Linked DNA regions of Mus musculus: all the other regions are linked to region 1. The links are chromatin contacts, called in public HiChIP or PLAC-seq and promoter capture Hi-C maps. All regions are on one chromosome and are shown on one strand. The core of a region is the stretch at or near the end of the contact, and the rest is flanking DNA. Distances in the headings are between cores, read along the strand shown. Region 1 overlaps Mad1l1 (MAD1 mitotic arrest deficient 1-like 1). Region 2 overlaps Elfn1 (leucine rich repeat and fibronectin type III, extracellular 1). Region 3 holds the start of Lfng (LFNG O-fucosylpeptide 3-beta-N-acetylglucosaminyltransferase).

Evidence for each region. Promoter capture Hi-C pulls out the DNA fragments that hold promoters and counts their contacts. HiChIP or PLAC-seq counts read pairs in DNA pulled down with a chosen protein or histone mark.
Region 2: a promoter capture Hi-C map of liver shows a contact between it and region 1, with 2.0 times the contacts expected there. The contact joins two enhancer-like sites. A contact is called at or near these places in 3 of 39 promoter capture datasets (the C10 cell line, cranial neural crest and liver), 3 of 115 datasets of contacts at active chromatin or transcription factors (SST interneurons, embryonic stem cells and large pre-B cells) and 1 of 9 other capture datasets (embryonic stem cells).
Region 3: a contact with region 1 is called in an HNF4G HiChIP or PLAC-seq map of pancreatic cancer cells. The contact joins the promoter of Lfng here to the enhancer-like site in region 1. A contact is called at or near these places in 1 of 484 Hi-C or Micro-C datasets (the G1E-ER4 cell line) and 4 of 115 datasets of contacts at active chromatin or transcription factors (memory CD8 T cells, microglia, pancreatic cancer cells and 1 more).

What each region holds. Positions count from the first base shown.
Region 1 is chr5:140,203,128-140,206,056 of GRCm38.p6, forward strand. The region is part of intron 10 of Mad1l1 (MAD1 mitotic arrest deficient 1-like 1); the gene reads right to left. Among named protein-coding and RNA genes, the nearest start is that of Gm16120, 3.4 kb to the right of the region's middle. Within about 2 kb of position 1,539, at least 23 of the 459 cell types and tissues checked have an H3K27ac peak or open chromatin away from gene starts, as enhancers often do. A contact at or near this core is called in liver and pancreatic cancer cells, where this site is marked.
Region 2 is chr5:139,935,426-139,938,190 of GRCm38.p6, forward strand. The region is part of intron 1 of Elfn1 (leucine rich repeat and fibronectin type III, extracellular 1); the gene reads left to right. Among named protein-coding and RNA genes, the nearest start is that of Elfn1, 29 kb to the left of the region's middle. Within about 2 kb of position 1,481, at least 3 of the 459 cell types and tissues checked have an H3K27ac peak or open chromatin away from gene starts, as enhancers often do. A contact at or near this core is called in liver, where this site is marked.
Region 3 is chr5:140,605,608-140,608,716 of GRCm38.p6, forward strand. Lfng (LFNG O-fucosylpeptide 3-beta-N-acetylglucosaminyltransferase) reads left to right here and starts at 1,734. Exons shown (of 8, transcript NM_008494.3): 1 at 1,734-2,237. The coding sequence starts at 1,809.

The DNA.
Region 1 (2,929 bases), core at 289-2,788:
TGTGGAGCAAACCTCAGGAGGTTATGTCGGTATGTCTAGCCTGAGCCATGAGGTAGTTCTGGAATCTGTAGGAGAGGTAAGGATCCCAAATACAGGAGGAGGCAAGTGGCAGCTGTGCACTGGGTCCTGCAGTGGGGCAGCCTGATACAAACTCAGAAGGAGCCCATTTCCCCAGCACCCTTGTTAAGAGCTCAGCATTGCACATAGCTGTCTGTATTTCTACCATCAATTCCATTTCTTAAAACCTACAATTATTATTGCACATTTTTCTGGTGCCCACTCACACATGCACACACATCCCAAAATCAAAAGAACTGCCAAACTGTATAGACAACCAGAGAATAGGGAAAGCAGAGATTAAAAAGTTACCAACCAAAGGCCCAGCTGAGGAGGTTGGTGAGGAAGCCTTCTGGTCTCTAGTCATTGGGCATACACTGACTCTGATGAGTGCCGTTCCTCACATCACATCAATTCCAATCACCAAATTCAATTTGCATTTCCAGATACACAGAGGCCACAAGTAAATATTCTTATCTGGCCTTGAAATGTGAGAAGGAAAATCACCTCTCACAATTTCAATTTGCTCCCCAACCATAAAGAATAATCCAATTTGACTGATGGGTTACCACAGGCCGCTCACTGAGTCTCTGCTGAAGATGTAGACACCAGAGGGCAGATCACCCATCCAAGCCTTGCAGAGCTCCCCTTGCAAGCCCTCCACCCAACTTTTGGGATAAAAGGTGTAAACAGATAATTCAGACAGAAGATATGGCTACAAAGCACAGCTCTTGGCTATTTACTCAAAGGTCAATGGTACTCTCTATGGCACTGAAACAGGCTATATAAAAGAACAGATGTTAGAAATGGCTAAGCAGGGGTTAACCTAAAGTTCCCTGATAGACTGCTCACAGCTACCTGTAACTTTCCAGAAGACACACTCACTGTCTCCCCTGCCCTCCACTGCCCTCCACTGCCCTCCTCTTCTCTCCTCTGGCCTCCATGCTCTCCTCTGGCCTCCGCTGCCCTCCCCTGGCCTCCGCTGCCCTCCTCTGGCCTCCTCTGGCCTCCGCTGCCCTCCTCTGCCCTCCACTGCCCTCCTCTGGCCTCCACTGCCCTTCTCTGGCCTCCGCTGCCCTCTCCTGGCCTCCACTGCCCTCCTCTGGCCTCCACTGCCCCCCTCTGGCCTCCGCTGCCCCCCTCTGGCCTTCACTGCTCTCCACTACTATCCTCTAGCCTCCATGGGCACCTGTACTTATTCATCACTTATACACCCACAGAGACAAGTAATTAAAATAAAATAAAACAATATTTTAAAAGGCAGGTGAGGAAGCTATTGCTGACACAGCTGTGTGTCAGGTGACAAGGGGCACTCTAACACGTGTCACTTTAGCCTTAACATGTATGGAGAATAAGAGTTGGGTACCGTGACCCTTAGGAGAGTCACAACTGTGGCAGAGCTAGGCCAGATCTCAGCCAAAACCCCTGCTCTTCCCTATAGCCTAAACGTCAGCAAACAGCCTTCCCTCCCTTTGCAAACAGTCTGGTGGACCACAGCCAAACCCAGCACTGACTGTTCTGTGGTTGTTTTCTAATGGCACATGTGTGGGCTGACAAGCAAACACATTTACCTTCCATGCCCTTCACAGAGAAGGGCTACTGACCACCAGCCTACATGAAAAGTTCTCTTTTGAAACTCAAGTAAGAGAATAAAACACAGATACATTCACACACTGACCCACTGATGACCCAACTCATTCCTGCTTGGCTAGCCGGTATGCACTAACACCATCAGAAGTTCTGCTGGCCTGACCCCATTACAGTTCCTTCATATGCAAGAATTCTAACCAAGCAAAATATCCACTGCAGACTGGGGGTGCAGCACACCTCGATGCAGTCTGGCATACACAGGCTCTGAGACTATCCCCAGCACTGCAAAAATATATAGAGAGAAGTAGATCATATATAAGCAGATGGATACATGACAGAAACATAAATAATAGGTACACAGGTACATAGATGAATGATAGAAATAAAGGTAAGACAGACAGCTGTGATAGATCACCCTCAATCCCCCTATGTCCTTATAAGAAAACCAGCATGCCAGGTGGTGGTGGTGGTGATGGTGGTGGTGGTGGTGGTGGTGGTGGTGGTGGTGGTGATGGTGGTGGTGGTGGTGGTGGTGGTGGTGGTGGTGGTGGTGGTGGTGCACATCTTTAATGCAGCCCTGGGGAGACAGAAGCAGGCAGATCTCTGTGAGACTGGGGCCAGCCAAACTCCTCTACACAGAGAGTTCTAAGGCAGGCAGGGCTACACGGAGAAGCACTGCATCAGTCAAAAGTGTAAGCACATGGAGGAGCAGCACCCTCCTAAGGAGGGCAGTGTCTTCATCCCATGTTCCAGTGACAGACACAGAGATGCTCACTGGGTCATAGTACTTTCAGAGGGACATCACTCTCAGGCTGACTCCCATACTCTCTCCCATCCAAATACTTCTGAAATACAACCTAGCTTCTTCTCTGGGCTTAGACTCTTAGAAATTAGATGCGAGGGGATGGGAGAAACCTCAGTCTGAGAGGGAAGGAGAGAGAGAGAGAGACCAGAAGTTTAGAGATGACTGGAGCTATCATGAGTGACAGAACAGCAGCCGGGAAGGGAGGCTGGCTAGACTGTTCCTATGCAGGCACTGTTGGACCCCCTTCTTCATTCCCTCCCTCCTTGGAGCACCCCTCCAGTTACCACGGGAAGCCCTAGGAGATCACACTCACTGAGTCGCTCAACACAGGACATCCATGGGAAGGTGAGGAAGCACTGAATCCTGCCATGGCCGAGAAATGGCCTGTCATCAAGGACACATGGGTTGTCCTGGGTCATGAGCAGTATGGACAGTCCTTTAGGAAGTAGCCTGGTAAGCGTCAGGAGATCTCTAAGG
Region 2 (2,765 bases), core at 231-2,730, 270 kb before region 1:
CCTTCTGCAGCGATTTTTGTCTTCTTCTGCAGTGGCACCCTCAGAGGGAGACTTGCCTCAAGCCTCCAGGAGCATATTAGCGCCATTGGCTTCCTGGCGGGTGAGGAGCTGCCTGAGGAGGAGAGCCTGAGGAGGTGGGGTGAGGGGTCCCCGGCATTGCTACCACACAGAAAGCTTCCAACAACACACAAAGCGTTTGTGTCTTCTCGGGCCATACAACACTGAAATCCCAACACCTGGATGACTGAGGCAGGAGGACCAAGGCATGCCAAACCAGTCTGGGTTCCAGAGTGAGACCTCTCAAAAGGATAAAATATTACCAATTAGTGTGGATGCTTTTCTTTAGCCTAGCCTTTAAAGTTATATTAATATAAGCCCAGCAGAGTACACACCTTTAATCCTAGCACTTGGGGTACAGAGGCAGGTGGATCTCTGGGAGTTTGAGGCAGCCTAGTCTACATAGCAAGTTCCAGGACTCCCTGGGCAACATAGTAAGACCCTGTCTCAAGACAAAATGAAAACTCAAAACCTGATATTAATATATTTAGTTTGGTTTGGCTTTATGTACATCATTCCTGTGTTCATTTGTGGGTATGAGTATGGAAGGCAGAGGTTGACTTCAACTGTGTCCCTCACCCTGTCCCCTGTGTCTGGAGACAGAGTCTTACTGGCCTCAAACTCACCAAGCAGGTCCCACACACACTGGAAATCATGGCATGCATCCCCCTCCCCCTCCCCGAGTTTAAATCACGGGTGAGGATTCCCTGTGAAGATCCATTATCTGCTGTGTGTGGCACTCCTTAGTCTCCATTGCAAGAGAAGAGTCTATTGTAAGAGCCGATAGGGGCTGTGCAGTTGGACTGTGAGGATTCCTTTTATAAGATACATGTCACACATTTAAAGTTTGTCAAAGGCTTCCACGGGCAGAAGATATATTACAGGCAAGACTCTTGCAATACATTTGACTCTAAAGACAAGATCTGTAGCCCTTCAAGGTGGCCCGAGTCCGTCATGTCAAGCGCACCATTTAAAGATTGTCAAAGGCTTCCACGGGCAAAAGATACATTGCAGGCAACTTCATGCCAGAGTGCTCCCCAGGCAGTGAACCTACGAGTGCTCCTTGCACTGTCTTCCCACTGTCAGACAAGCAGGTGGAAGCTTGCCCAGCTAGTGGGCGTGTCATGGTGATTGACCAAATATTCATCCTCGTCCCCCTGACGTAACCCTGGAACTGCGAGTCGAGGGCTAGACTTACCTGGAACTGAACAGCGGGGGCGGGGCTTACGACCACTTGTATTTCCTCATCTGTGAAATGAATGTCTTTTACGGATATCAGTTTCATTTTACAGCTGAGCTTTTTGTGCTTTCTTGACCAGTTTGGTAATTTTCTTTCTGGATTCTGAAAGAACATTCACCTCGGACGACAGAGAGGACAGTAACAGTGACCTGTGGACTGTGTTTTGTTTGTTTTGACTTTTCATTTAGGAGGATTTGATAGCCCAAGCTGGCCATAAAAAGCACGAGTCTTCAGTCTGTCTCTCCAGTCTGGGATTACATGCCTGTGCCATCATGCTTAGTGTAGAATTTATTAACTTATTAATTTACGCACTGGTGATTAAATCTGGAGCCTTATGCATCCTAGAGAAGCGCTCTACCACTGAGCCACACCCCAGCCCCTCACTGGGGGATTCTAGGCAGGGGCTCTACTACTGAGCCACGCCCCCAGCCCCTCCCTGGGGGGATTCTAGGCAGCGGCTCTACCACTGAGCCACGCCCCAGCCCCTCCCTGGGGGATTCTAGGCAGGGGCTCTACCACTGAGCCACACCCCAGCCCCTCCCTGGGGGATTCTAAGCAGGGGCTCTACCACTGAGCCACGCCCCCAGCCCCTCACTGGGGTATTCTAGGCAGGGGCTCTACCACTGAGCCACGCCCCCAGCCCCTCCCTGGGGGATTCTAGGCAGGGGCTCTACCACTGAGCCACACCCCAGCCCCTCACTGGGGGATTCTAGGCAGGGGCTCTACCCCTGAGCCACACAGCAGCCCCTCACTGGGGGATTCTAGGCAGGGGCTCTACCACTGAGCCACGCCCCCAGCCCCTCCCTGGGGGATTCTAGGCAGATGCTCTACCACTGAGCCACACCCCAGCCCCTCACTGGGGGATTCTAGGCAGGGGCTCTACCACTGAGCCACACCCCAGCCCCTCCCTGGGGGATTCTAGGCAGGGGCTCTACCACTGAGCCACACCCCAGCCCCTCACTGGGGGATTCTAGGCAGGGGCTCTACCCCTGAGCCACACAGCAGCCCCTCACTGGGAGATTCTAGGCAGGGGCTCTACCCCTGAGCTATATCTTTTCACTTTTTATTTTGAGACAAGATTTCACTATTGGCCCAGGTTACCCTTGTGTTCAGTCTGTAGCCCAAGTAGCTCCTGAAGTTATGAGTCTCCTGTCTCTCAACTCTAGGCTAACAGGCCTCTTCCACTAGACTCAGCATATGGTATATTTTTAAGATCAGAAATTCCTCATTTTTGAGCAATGATATTTATTAGTTTATAATTGTGTGGGTGGGAAGGAATTCGCCTCTGTCACCACATTATTAGTGTATTTTCAAACATGCTAACTTAATATATAAAATAGATCACTGTATCATATGACGTACTGTTTCCTTTCCATGCATTTTATGGTTCAGAGACTCATTTACCGCAGGCCATACTTGCAGTTTTGAATGACTGACTTTATTACTAGACAAAGTAGAAGAATATGTA
Region 3 (3,109 bases), core at 484-2,983, 400 kb after region 1:
TCCACTCCTGGGTGGGGTGGGAGGCTGGGGGGTGGGGTGGGGTGGGGAGAGCCTGGCTACACATCAATTCAAAGTCATTTTATTTTATATTTGTGATAGGGTCTCATGTAGCTCAGGCTGGACTCAAACTCACTATTTGCCAAGGAATATTTGGTGCAGAGATGAACCGAGGCGTCATACATGCTAGGCAAACACTTTACCAACTTTGCCAGATGAGGTACATTTCAGGCGCTCTTTTACACGGCAGCAGGGGCTGACCCGATATTCACTCTGTAACTCAGGCTGCCTTTAAATGTTCAGCAATCGTCCAAGCCTGCTACATGGGCTATCATGTCTGTCTTCATTTTGAAAAGAATTTTGTTGAAAGCAGGTGTGCGTATGTGTATGTGCGTGCGTGCGTGCGTGTGTATAAATGTGTGTTGCTCAGGCCAAGTTGCACGTGTGGAGGTCAGAGGGCAACATATTGTTGGTTCTTTCTGACCATGTGGGTCCTGGGAAATAAACTCAAATCTGCCTAGGTGACAGTTGCGTTTGCCCACTGAACCATCTGGCCAGCCCCTGCAGTAAGTCTTTACCTGATCCAGCCTGATGCCTTCTTTTAACCTCCAAGAGAGGGACGGACATTAAGAAGAGTGTAGTAGAGAAATAATTAGAAATGATACTCCGGTCTAAAATATAAACGCTAGGGAGTCGGCGACAGAAGGAACAGCAGTTTATCCGTGGTGGCAGGGTGGGCTCAGACTTCCTTTGAAGGGGGACGCGGAAACTGAAGCCAACCAGACCCAGGGGCAGCCAGGCGGAGAGCCGCCCCCAGCTGCGCTCCCGGAAGATGCAGCAGGCTCGGGCTCGGACCCTGCTCCCACTCCAGGGGACCCTTGGCCATTTCCGGACCCGTAGCCTCTCACCCTACCATTAGGCGCACATTCCTGCCGCCCCCGCTCGTGCTAGGCGCAGGCAAGGCCCCCGCCCGTGGGAAGGGGGCCGTGTGCCGGGGAGGCGGGTCTGGGATGGCGCACAGCTGGGTCACATCTGGTAGGAGTGCGGAGGAACCAAATGGAACAGAAGGTAGCCTTTCATCCTTCGAGGAAAGAGGCTGCTTGAGTGTCTCCTCGCTACGGGGTGCCTGAGGTTTTTGGGGACCAACCCTCCCCATTTAGGAACATGATGCCAAGACAGGCCTGCCTGGGGGAGGAGGGAAGGATGGACCGACGGAGGGACGTAGAATTTTGTCACTGATACCCTTTTGCCTGAACTTCAGGTCCACTCCTAAGACATAAGTATCAGTAAGGGCAGCTCAAAATTAATCGCTCAGGACACACTGCAGGCTACCACTTTGGCTCAGTCAGCACCGTTCCCCAGGGAAGGAAACCCGCTCGGGGACAGGAAATGCACAGCGAGAAGCCAAGGATGTCGCCCGCGGAGGAGCACTGGCCCTATCACCCAGGTCCCAGCTTCGGGGGCGCGTCCTCCACGTGCAGCCGTGGCGGGCGTTGGTCAGGCTGGGTGTCTCCCAGAGCAGCTCCGGAGGGTGACTCGGCGCAGGCGGGACAGGCTCGTGCACAAAGGGGGCGGGTGCCGTGGGTACCCCAGCTGGGTGGTTCCCAGCCCCTTGTCCGTATCCCACGTGGGAAGGAGAGATCTCCCTAAAGGTTACGCCCCAAGGCTAGCAGCCAATTAGCGCGTGGAGGCGTGGCGGGCAGGGGAGGTTTAAGAGTTCCTGAAGCGAGAGGCGCGCAGCTGGACCGGGAGCCTCGGGCAGCCGGACCAGTTGGCACTGGGATAGATATTACGTGCGGCCGCCGGCCACCATGCTCCAGCGGTGCGGCCGGCGCCTGCTGCTGGCGCTGGTGGGCGCGCTGTTGGCTTGTCTCCTGGTGCTCACGGCCGACCCGCCACCGACTCCGATGCCCGCTGAGCGCGGACGGCGCGCGCTGCGTAGCCTGGCGGGCTCCTCTGGAGGAGCTCCGGCTTCAGGGTCCAGGGCGGCTGTGGATCCCGGAGTCCTCACCCGCGAGGTGCATAGCCTCTCCGAGTACTTCAGTCTACTCACCCGCGCGCGCAGAGACGCGGATCCACCGCCCGGGGTCGCTTCTCGCCAGGGCGACGGCCATCCGCGTCCCCCCGCCGAAGTTCTGTCCCCTCGCGACGTCTTCATCGCCGTCAAGACCACCAGAAAGTTTCACCGCGCGCGGCTCGATCTGCTGTTCGAGACCTGGATCTCGCGCCACAAGGAGATGGTGAGACCCAGCGCGGCCTGGGCAGGGGGATGAAGTGGGGATCACCCTCTGGTCCAACTGGTGACTGACGATAGCGGTTCCCGATGCGTTAATTGCTTTGGGTCTATCTGGGAAACGATGACACTGATAAATCCCATTACAGCCCCGTGTGGCTGCTGGGGTTCACTTTGCCTTACTACCCTGGAAGCTTCCTTCCGTGTTGCCCAGGGTCACCCCAGCCACATGCTCTGTGTCTGGATGAGTCGCCTCCAGCTTAGGGCTGGCTCTGTAACGCTTCTCCTAAACACTGGAGTGAATGGCCATATTTGTTCCTAAACTTTTTCGAGCAAATTGGCTCAGTTCCATCCTGGGTCCCCTTCACTCCCCTTCCTTCTTCCTGGGTGGAAGGTACGCCCCCTTGAAAGGGAGGGAGGAAAAGGCATAGCACACCCCTGGACCAGGCAAAGTGAAAGAAATGGGTGCTAGTTCTCCAGACTTGCTCAGAACCCTGACTTCAGTAGCTCAGCTCCCCCACCTCCTGTTAGACCAACTTCATACACATAATAAAAAGACACACCCCACTTTGAAAATCTCCCTGGAGGCTACAACAGGACCGTTGGGGCGGGAGAGCAGAGTGCACTGCGTGTGTGTGTGTGTGTGTGTGTGTGTGTGTGTGTGTGTGTGTGTGTGTGTGTAGGGGTGGGGGTAGATATTTGGTGTGAAGACTAAGACTCACTTTCCTTCCTGACCCAGCCCCAGTGAGACTTCGCTTTAGGACAGTGGAGGTTAAGAGGACAGGCTCCTATCTAGTCTTGGTCAAAGAGGGGCCCTGAGAACCCCACCGTAGCCTCCTGAGAATGAGGCGTCCCTTTCCCAGGGGCTCAGCAGGCCTT